2 separate regions of the Mus musculus genome follow, and region 2 is linked to region 1. A link is a contact called in public Hi-C data. All regions are on one chromosome and are shown on one strand. Each heading gives the region's core, a stretch centred on a gene start, on an enhancer-like site or on the middle of the called end of the contact. The rest is flanking DNA. Distances are from core to core; before and after follow the strand shown.

The links. A called contact is a pair of places that touch in the nucleus more often than the background predicts.
Region 2: a Hi-C map of liver shows a contact between it and region 1, with 2.8 times the contacts expected there. The contact joins two enhancer-like sites. A contact is called at or near these places in 11 of 39 promoter capture datasets (the HPC-7 cell line, embryonic stem cells, epiblast stem cells and 6 more), 4 of 15 datasets of contacts at CTCF or cohesin (CD8 T cells, the G1E-ER4 cell line, the NIH/3T3 cell line and 1 more), 48 of 484 Hi-C or Micro-C datasets (the AML12 cell line, the AtT-20 cell line, B cells and 27 more), 9 of 115 datasets of contacts at active chromatin or transcription factors (CD8 T cells, bone marrow-derived dendritic cells, bone marrow-derived macrophages and 2 more) and 3 of 9 other capture datasets (adipose tissue, liver and pancreatic islet).

What each region holds. Positions count from the first base shown.
Region 1 is chr6:29,520,597-29,524,428 of GRCm38.p6, forward strand. Gm26627 (a long non-coding RNA gene) reads left to right here. Exons shown (of 3, transcript XR_868831.3): 3 at 3,281-3,832. Among named protein-coding and RNA genes, the nearest start is that of Irf5, 4.1 kb to the right of the region's middle. Within about 2 kb of position 2,300, at least 11 of the 459 cell types and tissues checked have an H3K27ac peak or open chromatin away from gene starts, as enhancers often do. A contact at or near this core is called in liver, where this site is marked.
Region 2 is chr6:29,658,874-29,663,078 of GRCm38.p6, forward strand. No RefSeq gene overlaps it. Among named protein-coding and RNA genes, the nearest start is that of Gm30896, 15 kb to the right of the region's middle. Within about 2 kb of position 1,983, at least 19 of the 459 cell types and tissues checked have an H3K27ac peak or open chromatin away from gene starts, as enhancers often do. A contact at or near this core is called in liver, where this site is marked.

The sequences.
Region 1 (3,832 bases), core at 1,050-3,549:
GACAGAAGACACTGATGTGCAATTGGCTTTAGATCCCCGTGTTTCGCTTCCCAGTTGCTGTGCACCTCTGGTAAACCACCTCCTCTTTCAGAGTCTCTGCCTCTTCAGGTGAAGAGCAAGCAGACACCTGCTCTGTGCATGAGAATGAAATAACGGCCTCAGGTTTAGTGACAGCAGGATGTGTGAAATGCTCATAGGTTGATTTGTGCCCCCCTTTCCCAAATTCATGTATCGAAATTCTACCCTCTAGTGCTTCAGAATGCGAGCGTCTTTGGAGAGAGGGCCACTGCATGTGTAACTAGTTAAGTTGAAGTCATTAGAGGGCCCTTCCTTAACACAACTATAGAAGGGAAGGTTTTGCAGGCTGAAAGTTTAGCTCAGTGGTATAGGTTTGCCTATCATGCACAGAGGCCCTGGGTTTGATCCCCAATACTGCAAAAGAGGGGAACATTTAGGTGCAGAGGTATGTTCTCAGAGAAGAGATCTTGACTTTTGAAGATAAAGACAGATGTCTGGGTAACATTTCTACAAGCAGTAAGTCATCAAAGACAGTAATGAATGCACAGGGGTGGGGGGAGATTTAGCTCAGGGGCATCTAGCAAGTGCCAGGCCCTAACACTGTAAGAAGCGGGGTGGGGTATATAGAAGGACATCAGTGGGTAACAGTACTCGCTTCACAAGCATGAGGGCCTGAGCAAGAAATCCCAGCACACACTTGTGGCGAGAGCGAGCCTCACAACCTGAGTGTGATGCCTAGAATCCGTGCTGCTAGATCCTGAAAGATATCCTCTGACTACAAGAGCATCTCAGCTCACCTGCAGTTCCCCGTGTACGTACTACATACACACACACTCACATTTACCCACATACACACACACATACACTCACACACACACCCTCACTCACATACATTTATATATATACACTCACACCCACATAAACATACACTCACACACTCATATACACTCACACCCATATTCACACACACTCACATACACACCATACTCATAGACACATCCACACATATCCACACACTCAACACACAACAATAATAGTAAATAAAGTTAAACATTATTCTAGCTGGGTGCACACCTTTAAACCTAGCACTCAGGAGGCAGAGGCAGGCAGACCTTGGTGAGTTCAAGCCCAGTAAGGTCTACAAGAGTAAGTTTCAGGATAGCCAAGGCTATGCAGAGAAACCCTGTCTAAAAACAATAAAAAGTAATCCAGGCAGTGGTGCATACCTTTAATCTCAACCTTCAGGAAAGAGAGGGAGGCAGATGCTATGAATTTGAAGTTAATCTGGTGTACATAGCAAGTTCCAGTCACATAGTGAGACTTTCTCCCCATGCCTCTCCCCAAATAAATAAAATAAAATCTACTGTTAGTTTCCAAAAAAAAATCATCAAATTAGTTATAAATAGATAGATAGATAGATAGATAGATAGATAGATAGATAGATAGATAAAATTTAACCTCCTACGCATAGAGATTTAAGCTGGAGAAGGTGCCAAAATCCATGGAGTTAATTAGCCAGGACCTCAGCTAACTTCTTCAGTAAATGGGGATACTAGAAACCTCTCCAGCCTAGTGACTGCCTGCAATCAAAGATATCAAGATGTCACATGCGCTTAATGTGTCTGGCATATATTGAGATCTCAGTGTGATCTTGTATCTAGAATCTGCTACTGCACAGCAAAGCTCTGTAGAGTTGTGAGCTAATATAGAAGACCCTGGAAGAGGCCTGAGCATGTGTCTCTTCTCCCCATTCTCCCTGTACCTCCATCGCCGAGAAATGGCTCCTGGTCAAGCATCAAGGCCTGCCAGCATCTCTATGGCTTTGGCAGTGCCAGTGAGGAAGAGAAGGCTGGGAAACAGGGAAGGCTATGTCAGAAGGACCGCCCCATATGGGCAGAAGGTCTCCATAGTCTCTGGGCCCTTCAGCTCCATCATGGCTCCAGTGTGCCCAACACCACAGATTGGCAGGGCATCAGGGTCTTAGCTTGGAGAACTTTAGAAATCGCTGAGGACCCAGATAGATCACTGGCCTTCAAAGAACTCAACTCTAGGTCTACTCTAGTGAGGCCTGGCACCCTCTTCTTCCTTGTAAGCAAGAAAGGAGAGGGCCCTGGCCTCTGAGCCTCCCCAGGGGACTTTAGCTCCCAGGTTCTCTGCTTTTTTTTCACTCTGAAGAGATCCTCAGCTGGTTCCTGTGGGGACAACCCACGAACACTGCCAGAATCCCAAAAGTCCAAAGTTTACAGGCAGACTTCTTTTTCCTTTTCCTCCGTGCCAAATGCCTGTCCTGTGAGCCACAGTGCAGGACTGGTGGCAACAGGGAGGCCCTGGCCCTTTAGTGACAGAGTGCAGCAATGGGGAGGGAAGTTATTTGGGGGTAATGTTTATGCTGAGTTTAGCAGATTCTAAACCCAAATTCAGGGACTGTGGGAGGTGTGGCCATCTAACCCAGTAGAGTCTGAGCGCCTTTCTAACCAGGCCAAAAGTGGAGAGGGTGCTAACACCGAGGCAGACCCAAGGAAGGCTGACAGGAGACGAATCGCACAGGAAAGTGAGACATCTGCACCTCAGCTGTTTAAAGGAAATAATGAGAAAGGCAAGCCCTAGTGAGACCCCTGGGTCTGGGGTGTAAATAGGGAGATACAAGATGTCAGGAAATGCTGGAGTTTGGGTTGGGGTGGTGGGGGCATTCCTGAAGGTTTAGGGCCAGCTTGAGCAAGGCCCAAACAAAGGAGTAAAGTCAAAATGGAGTCCACTCAGGACATCACGAAAAGGAGAGGTGACCAGCAAGAGAAAGGGAAGTAGCTTTTCTTTTTTTAGTGAGACAAAGAAGCAGAGAGCCGGTGCCCCGGGGTGGCGGTGGTGTCTACTCAGCTTCCTCGGCCCCAGGTTGTGGGAAGAGAGACTGAGTGTGGGTGGGCAAAGGTGAGGACCCGAGGTCCAAGGGGCCCATGTGACCGTTCTAGCTGAGTGGGGGACTTCCACATCATACCTCAGAAGGCTGAGGAAGCAGCAGTTCATAGAAACAGAGAGGAAGCTGGCTGCAGTGTCCACAGCACAGGTCATAACACTACTGGAACATTCCAAGCCAGGGAGCCACATCAATCTCTGCTCTGGCTCTCCACTGAATTCAGGCAAAGCTGCCTGTGTGGTGCCCCTCAAAGCTCACCCAGTCCTGCTACCTGAAAGGTGTTGAGCCTCATTGTCTCGCCCCACAGACTGGAAACTCCAGCACAGGGAGTTTGTCTTTCTATCCTGGCAGGGGCTTCGGTGAGCATCTGACATCGTCCATGTGTGACAGGGATGGGACCATCTCACTTCAGGGATGGAAAGCTGGCTCCAGCACAGGAGGCGTGTCATGTCTCACAATTCCTGGGATTTGATGCCCCATTGGACTCACAACCTGATGTCACACTCGCAAGTTCCCAGACAAACAGGCCAGTCCAGAGAACCTGCAAAGCCCAGGCCAGAGAAAATGGGGTTGGGCAACAACGGCAGCTGGCATTTCTCAGGCCCTGTCTAAAGTGGGCTGGCCTCGAGATGACTGGAGTGTGCTTAGCTTCTCCTTAAGTCACTGTCATTTACACTGGGTTTCTTTCGGTTCCCTCTTCCTCTAACTCTCTCTGTGCCTTTACTTGGACCATGGCTTTGCCCAAAGCCAACAAAGTTACTTCTTATCACAAGCTCATCTGTGACAGCGTCATACCACTGGTGGGGGAGTCACCGGACCTCCTGATGCCCTCCTAGGACTATGGAGTCTTTCTGCACCCTGTTGGGCCCCCCTGAATGAGCAGGGGGAACTGAGATTAATTTT
Region 2 (4,205 bases), core at 733-3,232, 140 kb after region 1:
TAAACTGCAACCCAGGAGAGAAAAGAGAAAGGAGGTGCACCAGGAGGACAGAACAAGTAACCTTTAACCACTTGACATTTGACATTGTCTCCAGGTAGGGTAAGAGGTAACACAGTAGAGGAGAAATGTCTCCCCCAGAACACCACCCTCCTCTTCAGCGCCCCCTCCTCTGTACTCAAGCCAGAGCCTGTGGCACTCACTAGGCAAGCCCTTTACCGGAGCAGTATTTCCAGCCTCTGTTTTGCTCTTCATTTTGAGATGGGCTCTCACTAAATTGTGCAGGCCTTAAGTGTTCTTTGTGGCCTAAGCTGGTCTTAGACCTGTCTTGAAAACTAAACCAAAAGCCACACTGAGATGCTGTGTGATAGAGACCAGAAGTCACTTTGGCAAAACCTTGGCAACTCATTTGTTAACTGAGAAAGCCCTGATTGAACCCCTGCTGGGTCCAATGTGTGTCATCAGGTTAGGGAGGGGGAAAATGTCCCCAGTCCTGCCTTCCCAGAGCTTCCAGCCAGCCCATGGAGAGGCCAGGGTGAAGTAGCATGTCTGAAAGTAACAGGAGGAAGGAATTCTAGAAAAGGACAGTGGAAGAGAAGGTGAAATATGAAGATATGGAGGCTGAGTTCCTGGAACGGTAAGTAGGAAGACATGGTGGGAGCGGAGGGGACGGGGAAGTGAGCCTGTAAAAGAAGACCAGATGCAACTGTATTAATTCCTGTGTGTCCAATATGGCGCCATTCACAGCTCATGCAGATATAAAGCATGGTAAGAAATGACTGTATCTCATGAAAGAGAGCAAATACACCGAATAGAGCCAAATCAGTGCAGAAGAGAGGGGTTTCAGTGCTGAGCTGAGACACCCCAAACTCCCAGCGGAAGCAGGAGAATAGGGAAGGCTTCAGTGAGAATGTTTTCAGAGGAGACATAATTAGCAGTGTATCTCTGGATGTGTTTGATGCAGAAAATAAGAGGAACTAGAGAATTATAGTCTCTCTTTTTTATACTCTTCTATGTTTAAGACTCTGTGCTTATATAAGACTCTGAAGAGCCTTAGCTTACCCGGGACCCCCTGAGTGAACGATGCAGAGCCAGAATCGATGCAAAAAGCAAGAGGAATTTATTGTTCCAATGCACTGGGGTTAGCCCACACCTGAAGGAGAGGAGGCAAGTTCTGGCAAGTTTTTATATGGTTTCCAGGGATAGAATAAAGCATCAGCAACTAGGCAAAATATGATTGGTGGATCAGTGCTTTAAACTGATTGGTCTTTAGGGAATGAGGTAGTAGGGGCTTACTCAACATCTCCCTTCTGGCCTATGTGCTCTCTGACCTGTCTCTTCCAGGAAGGTGTGTGTGAGTGTGTGTGTGTGTGTGTGTGTGTGTGTGTGTGTGTGTGTGTATGTCCGATGGAATTTTCTAATGGCTGAGCTGACCTCTTCAATAACATGACATAGTGGCACATGCCTTTAGTCCCAGCACTTGGGAAGCAGAGGCAGGCAGATCTTTGTGAGTTCAAGGCCAGCCTGGTCTACATAGTGAGTTTAGGACAGCCAAAGGTACATACACCCTGTCTCAAAGAAAGAAAGAAAGAAAGAAAGAAAGAAAGAAAGAAAGAAAGAAAGAAAGAAAGAAAGGAAGGAAGGAAGGAAGGAAAGGAAGGAAGAAAGAAAGGAGTCTGTGCTGATAGATACCAGACTAGAGGGACAAAGTTGATTGTATCCTGTCCAAGTGGGTCACCAGCAGCTCAGTCCCATTACAGGGAGGCAACTGGAGGCAGGTTAAAAGTTGTACCAACCCCCACCCCTATTTTTCTCATTCATCTGCTCGCTGCATTCTATCCATTGGACTGGTTTCTCTCTGCCCTGCGGCGGCATCTTTTAGGCCAGGATCGAGGTTCTCCCAGTTTTTGGCCTTGGGCTAACTGCCTCGTTAGAGCTTTTAAACTGCTGCTGCTCCTGTAAAGGCCTTTGAGGCACATTAACTTCGTAGTCAGTTACTCAGTAACTCGCTGCAGTTCCCAGCCATGCGGAAAGGAAAGGAAAGGCCTTACAGACACTCTGCATTCGCTTCGCTTCACTAACAGCGCTGGAAGAAAGCCTCTTTCTAAAGGTGAATTCCAGTAGGAACAGCCAACCTGAAGCAACAATCTGAACCTACAGGGAAGCTCTGTTCCCCCTCCCTCTCCCCTCCCCTCCCCTTCCCTTCACCCTCCCCTTTCTCCAGCCCCAGGCCCAAGTTCACAAAATCCCATCCCCACCTCCCATCCCCTGGCCCAGCACTGCACCAAAGACTCTGCAATTTCAAGTTTACTCTTTTTTTTTATATATTTATTTATTTATTTATTTATTATTTATATGAGTACACTGCAGCTGTCTTCTGATATACACCAGAATAGTGTGTTGGATCCCATGACAGATGGTTGTGAGCCACCCTGTGGTGGCTGGGATTTGAACTCAGGACCTCTGGAAGAGCAGTCAGTGCTCTTTTTTTTTTTTTTAAAGATTTATTTATTTATTATATGTAAGTACATTGTAGCTGTCTTCAGACATTCCAGAAGAGGGAGTCAAATCTCGTTACGGATGGTTGTGAGCCACCATGTGGTTGCTGGGATTTGAACTTTGGACCTTTGGAAGAGCAGTCGGGTGCTCTTACCCACTGAGCCATCTCACCAGCCCCGCAGTCAGTGCTCTTAACCACTGAGCTATCTCTCCAGCCCTCAAGTTTTCTCTTAATGTACTTTCCCCCCTCTAAATGCTTTACTTTAGGGACAAGGAAAATCAGAAGAATTTCTGTTTTCCAGCCCCACAAGGAAACTCTGAACTGGCTTGTGCCCCTCCTGTAACCAGAATGAATCCCTCTGCTGGATGGGGCTGTGGGGGATTATTTTAAAAAGGACCCCGGTAAACATCCTTTTGCCCAGCAAGGCAAGAGTGAGCCTTCTTTCCATGGAACTTCATTATCTAGCTCCAAAAGTGACCTGTATGCAAATTTCCAGGAAGGCAAAGCTTACTGATTTCATAGCAGACTTAGCTGAGAAGGTGGCCCCAGGAAAGTAATAGCACCATGCACGTGCCCAGCAGGTAGCTCTCAACCCTAGCTTGGCATGAGAATTGTTATCACAAACATTTTTGTCTGTGACAGTGGGCTCAAACCCAGGGTTTCATGCATGCTCGGCAAGTGCGGGATACACTAAACCTTTGTACCTTAGAATTATTAGAAGACTGATTTTGTTTCCTTTTATATTTTGAGTCAGGGTCTCCTGTAGCTCAGTCTGTCCTCCAACTCCCTATGTAGCCCAGGGTGTGTGCCCTTGAACTTCTGATCTTCTTTCTTTTATGGCCTAAGTGCTGATGTGAACTACCATGGTCTGCTGGACTAACAATTAAAATATAGATGTGGGTAGTGCCTGAGCTACGTTCCTCACTCATGTCTGTTAGACGATTCATGAACACCATGACCATTGGTCCAATTCACACGCCCTCTGCTTGTTAAATCACTGGCCCTAGGGTCCATTGAATGGGAGGAAATTGTTCTCCTCTGGTTTGAACCTGGAATGTCCCCTGAAGGGTCATATGTTAAGGCCAGCTGCTTCCATTTGGGTGAGGTGATTTCCTGAAGCTCTGAGTCAGTGGATTAATCCCTTCATGTAATACAGTGGTATTATTGGGAGCCAGGGCTCTGATAGTAGAAGCAGGTCCATGAAGCCAAGGTATATCACCTGGAAGGATATACCTTGTCTCACCCCCTACTCTGCTTCCTAGCCACCGAGAAATGAGTTGTCAGATAGACCATTCCTTTTTGCTGCTAGTCTGCCTTACCATAGGCTAGAAACACTGGAGCCAGTTGAACATGGACTTGAAACCTCTGAAACCATCGCCCAAGATAAACTCTCTCCCTTTAAATTGCTTTTCTCAAGTATGTGTCAGAGCCACAAAAGTCAGATATAGGTGCCTTTGTTTGTTTGTTTGTTTGTTTGTTTTCAAGACAGCGTTTCCCTGTGTAGCCCTGGCTGTCCTGGATTTGCTTTGAAGAACAGGCTGGCCTTGAACTCACAGAGATCTGCCTACTTCTGCTTCCCAATTGCTGGGATTAAAGGTATGCACTATCATGGCTGGCAATACAGTGACTTTTTTTTTTTTTTTTGGTTTTTCGAGACAGGGTTTCTCTGTATAGCTCTGGCTGTCCTGGAACTCACTCTGTAAACCAG